2 separate regions of the Mus musculus genome follow, and region 2 is linked to region 1. Evidence: chromatin contacts called from public promoter capture Hi-C data. All regions are on one chromosome and are shown on one strand. The core of a region is the stretch at or near the end of the contact, and the rest is flanking DNA. Distances in the headings are between cores, read along the strand shown. Region 1 holds the start of Thsd1 (thrombospondin, type I, domain 1). Region 2 overlaps Slc20a2 (solute carrier family 20, member 2).

What was found. Promoter capture Hi-C pulls out the DNA fragments that hold promoters and counts their contacts.
Region 2: a contact with region 1 is called in a promoter capture Hi-C map of neural stem cells. The contact joins the enhancer-like site here to the promoter of Thsd1 in region 1. A contact is called at or near these places in 10 of 39 promoter capture datasets (the 3T3-L1 cell line, the C10 cell line, the HPC-7 cell line and 6 more), 3 of 484 Hi-C or Micro-C datasets (bone marrow-derived macrophages and embryonic stem cells) and 2 of 9 other capture datasets (embryonic stem cells and liver).

The regions. Positions count from the first base shown.
Region 1 is chr8:22,225,094-22,230,004 of GRCm38.p6, forward strand. Thsd1 (thrombospondin, type I, domain 1) reads left to right here and starts at 2,210. Exons shown (of 5, transcript NM_019576.2): 1 at 2,210-2,336.
Region 2 is chr8:22,562,988-22,568,002 of GRCm38.p6, forward strand. It overlaps Slc20a2 (solute carrier family 20, member 2), which reads left to right. Exons shown (of 11, transcript NM_011394.3): 9 at 1,042-1,227; 10 at 2,627-2,711. Among named protein-coding and RNA genes, the nearest start is that of Vdac3, 28 kb to the right of the region's middle. Within about 2 kb of position 3,289, at least 75 of the 459 cell types and tissues checked have an H3K27ac peak or open chromatin away from gene starts, as enhancers often do. A contact at or near this core is called in liver and neural stem cells, where this site is marked.

The DNA of each region.
Region 1 (4,911 bases), core at 960-3,459:
AAAGCCACGGAGGGTGCTGCTTACTGGCTTGCTCAGTCTGCTGTTTCATAGTACCCAGACCCATCAGCCTAGGGATAGCCCCACCCACAATGGGCCCATCAATCACTAATTAAGGAAATGAGCTATATAGGCTTGCCTATAGTGTGATTTTTATGGAAGCATTTTTTTTTAATTGAGGTTTCAGATGACTCTAGCTTGTGTTAAGATGACATAAAACTAGCCAGGATAGTCAGTTTCTCATGAACTATAATTTAAAATGATGAGACATTTCAATAAGGCTGATACATTTTTTAAAGGATTTTTTATTACATTTTGTTTTTTTAACATTTCAAATGTTATCCCCTTTCCTGGTTTCCCCTCTGAAAACCCCCACCCCTTTCCCCCTCTCCCTGCTCACCAACCCACCCAATCCCGCTTCCTGGCCCTGGCATTCCCCTACACTGGGGTATAGAACCTTCACAGGACCAAAGGCCTCTCCTCCCATTGATAACCGACTAGACCATCCTCTGCTACATATGCGGCTAGAGCCATGAGTCCCAACCATGTGTTTTCTTTGGTTGGTGGTTTAGTCCCAGAGAACTCTGGAGGGTACTGGTTAGTTCATATTGTTCTTCCTATAGGGTTGCAGACCCCTTCCGCTCCTTGGGTACTTTCTCTAGCTCCTTCATTGGGGACCCCGTGCTCCGTCCAATGGATGGTTGTGAGCATCCACCTCTGTATTTGTCAGGCACTGCAGAGCCTCTCAGGAGACAAGGCTGCTATTTTTAAAATGCATGTAAGATTTAAGTCTCACAACCAAAAAGTGACCTTTTTTTGGTGAGAGTGTCCTTGGGAAGGTTAATACAGAGCAAGGTGCCTTTTGTGTTTCACTGACTCCCCACAAAACTTTAACTGCTATATTCCTTTTATTGCAGAGGAAAGCTGGGATTGGGCAACTCAGGGCTACCTGGAATCACCAAGTGCGACCATAAGACTTTACCCGCTGAACTCTACACAGGCGCTTCCATTGAGATTTTTTTAAATTGCATTTTGTTTTTTGTTTTCAAAACCAATAGTCCCAGGAACTATCTGATGTTCATATGGCAGGCACGAATTTGAAAGGGATCCTACCTTGAGCTGATGAATGACAGAGCAGATCGTATTGACGGCAGTGAGAACTTCCTTGGTCACTTGGTTGATTACTCCCTAGAAAAACTTGACCTTTGATGGCATCTAAGTGACTGCGCTGTCTTTTAAGATCAACTTTCTGCAACTGGCATAATCTCCAAACTTGAGGCGAAATTTACAAGCCAACCATTGGCTCCCCCTCACCAACTTGCTAAGCAAGAGCTCCGCTGCTGCTCTGTATGTAGTGCCTCGCCCACAGTCTGCCTCCAGGAACAGGCTCTCGTTTGTACAGTCCAGGCTGACCAGGTATGTGAAATCCTGTTTCCCCAGTTCCTGAGATTACAGGCACATGCCCCACATCCAGTCTCATGGGTCTGACACATGCACAGTAAATCCACACAACTCGGTCCTAACATGCTTCACTCCTCGAGAGTTTCCTGGTACCTCTTGCTGGGTGCTGGCCATCTAGAGGCTATGCTGATTTCTATTACTAAATTTGTCTGTTAAGTGGTTGTTACACGCAAAAGAAAGCTCACTGCACAGCGCTGGATGGCAAGTGCAGCTGTTAAACCACGTGAAACGTAGCCTCCGGTTCTTTCAGAAAGAAAATACTTGTAGAATAGACTTTTTTAAATGTTTATTTTTAAAATGTTTAATTAACCAAGTTTTGCTCCAGAGGAAGAGAAAGGAAAATGCGCTTTATCTGAAGTATATTCCTTTCAAACTCCAGTGACATTTGGGGGAGCAAGTTTAGAAATTACCCATACCACTTTTTGGCTCTTCTTGTGATCACCCTCCAAAAGAAAATGACATGGGGGAGAAGTGAATGGTTTAAGTGCAAGGCTGCTGGCTCTCTCTTAAAGCACTGGGTCTTTGCAGCGGGAAGTGGACTGTGGGTGTAAATACGTGCTGCACTAGCAGCGACCACACCTCCTAGCAGGGCCTCTGGACCCAGAGTTTCCTGCAGGTTTCCTCTCCACAGGGCAAGCTAGGGGCGGGCAGGAAAGGAAGATGCGCTGCCCAGGAGTGGGAGCGGGGCGGACCTCTTGCGCTTGACCCCCGCCCTCTGAGAGCCCGCCTCGGGGCGTGGTCCCGGCAGCCTGGGAGCGTGCCGGAGCTCTGGACCCGGGCGGGCGTGCAGCTGCGGGACGGGAGATGCTCGGTCAGTCACCCTGTGGCCGCTGAGGCTCCCCTCTCACTTCCGCCGTGCCAGACAGACCCGACCCGAGGTAAGGATCCGAAGCTCAGGTGGCCCACCACCAGGGCGGGCACCTGGCGCAGGCGTGGCCGAATGACGGGACTCTCAAAGGCAGGAGTTCAGATTGGAACCTTTGGAAACTCAACGTTGCGACATACGTTTGTGGCTTTCCAAAAGTCTCTTTCTGGGATACTAACAATAAGCAATGACCTCAGTAACAAGTTTTATGCTGACTACCACTGGACTGGGTTTGCACCCGGGAACTTGAAGCACCTCTGGAAAGTGAGTTGGTAGGAGAGCAGGGCTTCACGGGGGACGCACAGCTCACCCCATGGTTGGGATAGAGAAAGCTTGTTCAGAAGCGCAGCTCTGGGATCCAGATTGCCTCCTAACAGACATTATTCCTGGATCTATACACAGAAGCCTTGCTTGTGAAATTACTTTGTTTCTCCTTCTATTCTTTTATTTTCCTCCTTTTATTCTTTAACGATGTCCTGTGGATATAAATTAATTTTCCTTTGTTGTCGGCTATGAATCATTTAGCTGCTTTCTGAAAAGCTTGGCTTTAAGGGGGGGAGGGGGTGATTCTGTTAGCCATTGAGAATATCCACACACACTTTTCTCCACTTTCTCGGCTGGGACTTTTACTGTTTTTCTTAGCTCCAAAGGTTCAAACCCAGGGTCTCTCACATGCTAGGCAAGTCCTCTACCACCCAAGCCCTATACAAAGCATTTCAAACATCTTGAAAATGTTCCCACTTTCCTACTTTCTTAAAATGATTCTCAGCACCAAACATTTTACTCAGCAACTACTCAGGGAATTGGGGACGTGGTGAAAAAAGGTAATAATCAGTAGTGCCCCCTCCCATTTTAGAGGCTTATTATAATCATCATCATAGTGCATGCCCTAATGCTCAGGTAGACTGCGTTCTATAATTCCATCTCTGTCCAGCTCTAAGTACAGATCATCACACAGGTCTGTATTTAACCACCCATCTTCATAAGCAAGAAAATGCAATCACAGAATCAGTGATGAGAAAGAGTTTTAAGAAGAATATTATCTCCGAGAAGCAAGCCATCCAAGAAAGCTGAGTTCACCTTTCCGGAGGCCGCTGCTAGGTGGTGTCCTATTATGTTGTCTAGGCTGGTCTCAGACTCCTAGGCTTAAGCCATCCTCCTGCCTCAGATTTTGGGGGGAGCTACAGATGCTGGGGCCACCATGGGATGCTTCCTCTGAGTCTTTCATCTGAAGTCTTAAAGTCGTGTTCCCCATCCAAATTCAAGGTAATGATTAGATCAAATCCAAGGCGACTTCCACTAAAACAGAATTTCCTTTTTTGATGCGCTGAGGAAAGGAAGGGAGGCCAATCATCTGCATAGTTAAGCTGCAACCCCCACCCCTTCGTTTTCAGGAAGTGCAGAGTTTCCTTTGTTCTCCTAGCTCTTACTGAACAAAAGCTAATAGAGACACACCAGCTTCCTTCCCACTGAGTGGTGGCTTGTTTCAATCTGCCTGCTTAACTCTGTTAATTCTGTCTTCTATCAGAAGGTATGGAGTCTGTGTTTGCAAAGTTATACACGGGTAGAGATGCGCTTCAGTGGTAGAGAGCTTTCGTGGCCCACATGAGGCCACAAAGAAACTGTTATCTATGAATAACAAGGGACAGTAAGCATTAAGAAAGCATATTTTTTGGTTATGCTTAATAGAGCAGTTGGATTACTAGATTCTAGTACAAAGAAACTACCTTTAAGCGACCCAAGGCTTATTCTGTAGTACTCTAGTATTTCTATCCAGGTACAGTATCCCTTCCTACAATTCACCATGAACCTCAGGCCAGTAAGGTCTTCCCTTGCCCACCTACGTGGTCTGGGAAGATTGCTGCATGAATCAACCATCCCCTGATGCATATCAGCACCACTCATTGGAAGGCTGACAGGGGAAGGTAATTTTTATTTGTCTGTTTTCTCCATAGACTACCCAAACAAGAAAAGCAAGGCCAGATAGAGTTCACATAAAGTTGTAATATACTGAGTGTCTATTGTTTTGTTTTGTTTCTCATTTTGTTAAAAATTAAAAACATTTTTTCTTTTATTGAAAATAGATATTTTCCCCTCATACAATGTATCCTGATTACAGTTTCCTCTTCCCTGCTCCTCCCAGTTCCTCCTCCCTACCTCCCCTCCCATCCAGATCTACTACACCCTTTCTGTCTCTCATTAGAAAACAGGCAACTAAGGAATAATAATAAAATAACATGTAAGAAAAACAAATCAACATATAACAAAATAACCAAACAGGAAAAAGAACCAGAGAAAAAGAACAAGAAATGCACAGAGACAAAGAGACACACACATTCACATTCATACTCACAGGGGTCCTAGCAACACTCAAAACCAGAAGAAACACAATATATATGCAAAGGAACTGTAAGGCTAAAAATAAAAAGAGCCGTGACTTAGCATAATGAAACAAAGACCCTCCAAAGATAGCACTGAGTTCATTTTGTGTTGGCCATCTACTGCTGGACATAGGGTCTTACCCTTAAGCGTGGTTAGTTTCCCCAGTGAGACTCCCTTGGAGAAAACTACATTTTCATTTGCAAGTG
Region 2 (5,015 bases), core at 2,039-4,538, 340 kb after region 1:
CTGTCTGACGGAGCAGGGCAGCTCTCAGTGTGGTAAAGCAGCGGGCACTCCCTCCATGAACAAAGCTTTGGACCTTCAAACTCTGGCTAGAGAGATCAGAAAAACATGCACAAAATGACTATCCCCAAAGCGCAGTGAGCGCTTAAGGTGACAGAGTAACCGCTTACAACTCAGAGACTCACTGAGACTTTGAAACAGTGTCATCTAGTTTAAAAAAATAAAAATTAAAAAAGAAATCTGACAGCAGAGTCGTCTGGGGACAGGCTTATCAAGCCCTGTCAGGACTCAGTCCAGAACCATTTGCAATTTACCATGAGCCTGTCTGGGACAACCCTCGGAGCTAGGCAAGTGGGGTCCTTCCAACACGAGTCCAAAGCTAAGAGACATGAGGTTTCCCACCCAGCACAGAGCAGAGCTGACCCGGAAGCCAATCCATGCGGACCCTCAACACACTGTCAACCAGAGTAGGGACGAGATCTGGAGAGACCTGAAAACCACGTGTCAAAGCTCTGGCCAGACCTCGAGAGGCCTGGGAAGCAGCAGTGTCGGGGGTATGGGGTGGGGGAGCACACGATGGTCTAAACAGTGTCCGCAGGAGCACCGTGGACGGTGCCCGGCTTCCAGGGCAGTTGTAAGAATGTGCCATCAGTGGTGGCCATCACCGCACAGTGTGAGGACTGACTTGTCTCTCCAGCTAGCAGCTAGAGTCAGGAGCTGAGATGGCAGTGGACATGGAAAGGGATTTGAGGGAAAGATAAGAGAGAAAGAACTCGGTGCTCAGATTTACTCTGAGTGGTTTTTTTTTCAAGTACCTTTTCAGAACCATGTAATTGTACTGAACCCTGCCTAACTCTGCCTAAGATGGTAAGATGGCCAGTCTTCTGGAGTGCTGTTTATATTCACTTAATGTCATTTATCACCGTAGATTACATAAGCTACAAATACAATACGATTAGCTAATTTTAAAAACTGAGAAGTCACTATATATTGTGTATACTGTTGTGCCTATATATAGTTAACTTTTTTTTTTTTTTTCCCCAGCAATGCTATTGGTCCCCTTGTGGCTTTGTGGCTGATATATCAACAAGGCGGAGTTACACAAGAAGCTGCTACTCCAGTCTGGCTGCTGTTTTACGGAGGAGTTGGCATTTGCACAGGTCTCTGGGTTTGGGGCAGAAGAGTGATCCAGACCATGGGGAAGGACCTCACGCCCATCACACCGTCCAGGTGAGGAGGCCCAGGTGAGGCCTCAGGAGGCCGTGCTTAGGAGAGAGGTGGGCCTTACTGCAGAAGTCAGCCTATCAGATCTTCCTCCTGCTCCTCTCACGAAGCCGATGGTCATGTGAGAAAGCGCAGAGGGATTCCTCCCGGCCTCATTCCCCACCAGCAAGCTTCTTCCCCATCCTATCTCCCCTTGGCCAGGCCATCTACCCTGACGGAGCAAGCGGGAAGGCAAACTAGGGGGCTGCTGTAGTTCCCAGTCTATCCGCAGTCATTCTAATGCAGTGTGACACAGGCGCAAACTAGAGCCTGGGGCCGGCCTGTTCCAAACTCCCTAGCCACATCCACTCTCCTACTCTTGTTGGCTTTCTGTGCCAATACAAAACACCCAAGGTATGCAGTTCTGAATAGGACAGGTCCTTGTGGTTCGTGCTTTCACAGGTCCGTTTCAGTTTGTCCTCCTTCTGCAACCTGGGTCATAGGAAAAACAAGACAAACAAAACAAAATCCACCTCATAGCCAGCAAGCAAAAGCAAACAAAGGAAAGGCCAGAGTCCTACACCCCTCAAGGATATGCCCCAGTGACCCAGACACCCCCACCTAAAGATTATATCACTTCCCAAAGAGTCTCACAACATCCCATGGACCACACTTTGACATACGGGCCTTTGGGGGCACAAACTCCAAAACGTGGCCCCTGCCTAACCCCAGATAGTCAAGCCCTGAGACCTGCCATCCTCCAGGGTCCTTAGGACAGGGCATGCACATCTGAGATGTCATGTTAGTCATCCTGTGGAGCAGCCTGTGGCTGTGTGGCTCAAGGTTAGCTAGCAGATCTCAGCTGACAGAATACAACTAAACTTCAGAACTATCTGTTGTAGGAAATCTTTTTTTCTCCGTGTTTCTTTTTTAAACTTATTTTAGGGATTTCTGTTCCCTTTGGTTTCCAATTTTCAGTTCCCCATCCTTAAGATCCATCCTAACAAAAGGTTATTTTAGAAGACTAGATTGAAAAAAATTTGTTATCTGAAGATTGCTAAATTGGTCATCTGAAGATTGCTTTTTTGTAATACGTTCACACGTTGTTTAAAACAAGCACCTAGTCTTTCCTTTGCCCCAGTAGAAATGAGTAATTTATCATCTTACTGCACAGCAGGAATTTCTGACCCAGTTGCACACTTCAGGTTGGAAAACATGCTAGGAAAACAAGGTCATGGGCGTCAGCTGCACAGCCCGCTGCCCTGCTGCGAGCAACAGAGTCTTGTTCTCCTAATGGTCATCTGGCTCAGGCAGCCGTCCACAACCAGCTTACAGAATGTTCTGGCAAGACTTCTGCAGCCACGGGGTGTCGGCAAGGCCACACAAAGAGCTCCTGTGACGTTGTCTTCCTGTCCCCCCCACACAGTGGCTTCACTATTGAGCTGGCCTCTGCCTTCACCGTGGTGATTGCCTCCAACATCGGGCTTCCTGTCAGCACCACGCACTGCAAGGTAGGCCCCTGCCAGCCAGAGACTGCCATTCTGAGGGGTGGCAGGTCGGTCTGAAAAGAAGCAGCTACACCGTGTGGTTGGTGTGGGACAGCCAGGCCTGTTTGTTTCCCTAGCACCCGCCTCTAATCCTTCCCGGTCCCCAGCAAGGCACCTGGTGCTGAGGCTGTGCCTCCTCAGCACCAGTGAGAGCTTCCACTCGCCTGTGCCCTCACTGTGCCCACCTGCAAGTTCCCCTTGAAGTCGTGTGTGCACTGAGCCTGACTGCAGGTTCCCATGGGATGTGCCCTCCGGTTCCTGCCACTGCGCAGAACTGACCTCAGAGCAGGACAGAAACAGAAGGAAACAAAAATTATTTCAGAGCAATTATAAGATGTGGCTGCTTCTGGTTCTCCCCTCACATGACGCTTAGGCTGACTCTTGTGCCTTAGAGTCTATTCCAAATGAGGGTCAGGAGGTAGCTCCTGATGCTGGTATGGTGTATTATGTCCAGTTGTTCACAGGGTCCTCCTAATTGTAATCAATCAGTAGACATCACCATACCAACCAACCTGACTCTGATGTATGAGGCGACCCCCACTGGGCACCGCTGGAAGTGCAACGGGACGTTGACCCACTCACAAACTGCAAGGACGGTTGAGATAGCACTTGCCCAGCCTCACAGATGAGGGAATGGAGGCAGAGAGAGGTTAAGAAGCATTCCCACCCAGGGCTGGCATGGTGCTCTGCTGTTCCCCTCCCTCGTACACAGGAGGAAGGCCAGCAGAGACTGGCACCCCCACTGCTCACCCACGGGGACTGCTCCAATGTCGGGAGGTTTTAAAATAATGAAAGGTTCTTGGGCGGCTCATAATGATAGCGTGTGTCCCTAGCACAACTGAGATCCTGAGTTCAGCCAATAGTGCCACAAAAAAATGAATACAAATTACCAAAGAAGCACGGGTTCACTGAAATACTTAACAAAAAACAGGGTGGCCTATGAGGATAGCCATCTCCCTGTTCTCCACGCTTACTCTGTGCCAAGGAAAAGGCAGCTAGCTTCTCAATTTCCCATTTACTCATTCACTGTGTGTGTGTGCGCACGACATTCATGCGGTGGTCACCATGTGGGTGGGTCCCAGGGTTGAACTCAGCTCATCAGCCTTAGGTGGCAGCTGTGTGGGTGAGCACCTTTACCCACCGGGCCATCTCAGCTGCCCACTTTCCGCCATTTTGTAGGCATAAACAGTCACACCTGCCCGGCTTCCCTAGCTGTTGTCACCTATTAGCCATCTTCTCCACAGTAATGGAATATAAGTCACATGGAGAGGAACTCCTGCCTAGCAATTCCAGCCTCTCTGGAAGGAGACTTGATTAGGAATATGGAGGCCAGTGAAAGGATAGCAGAGAACATGAAGACCCTGTGTTATGTGGAAATGTCACAGTAAAACCATTATGTGCACATAGGTGCATATACTAACTTTCAAACTTAACTCTCAAGTCGGGCATGGTGGTGCACTAGGGCTCAAGAACCAGAGGGAGGGCAGAATCTCTTGAGTGTGAGGCCAACCTGGGCTACACAGCAAGTTCCAGGCCAGCCTGAGCTACATAGTGAGACCCCTGTCTCAAAAAAATTAATTAGTTATTAAGTAAAGTAAAATAAAATCAAACTTTAATTTTTCACCTTGAATTATAACTTGCTCGATATTTATAGCATAATAGGGATATTTTATTAAGATATTTATATCTAATTTGTATAAGACCTTAATAAATATGTATGTTACTGTTACCAAGGTGCCTGCACTGAGCACATAGTCAATTCTGTTTCCGTGATACAATAAGTAGTACAAGGAAGAGCTGTTGGTATGAGCAGGTCCTGCGCGCAGGACCACAGTGGGACGGTGTGTGCAGCAAGGCCAGACAACTAACAGAGAGAAACTGCCCACATCCAAATGAAAGTACAGAAACCTCCAGCTTGATTAGAAAGTGTGTCAAATGGGGGCAGCACTCGCGGAACCTGCATAGCTGCAGGGGGGCACAGTGATTTTACAATAATTCTAGTAGGAAACAAGGCTCTCGAGGTGGCTTCGATGGGGGAAAGGTGTTTGCCACCAAGCCGGACATCCTGAGTGCTAGGACTGAAGTGGTCCTCTGGTCTCCACACATGTGCTGTGGCGTGCACACACCCGCGTGCAGTAAATAAATATGAACCCAGTTATTTAAAAACTGAAGGAGGATCGTATCTGGCAAAGACTCAAGCATCTGCTGACAGGTAGAAAGGAAGATGTGGTAGGGAGCGTGCTATGCTGCACGACTGGAGAAGAGTTT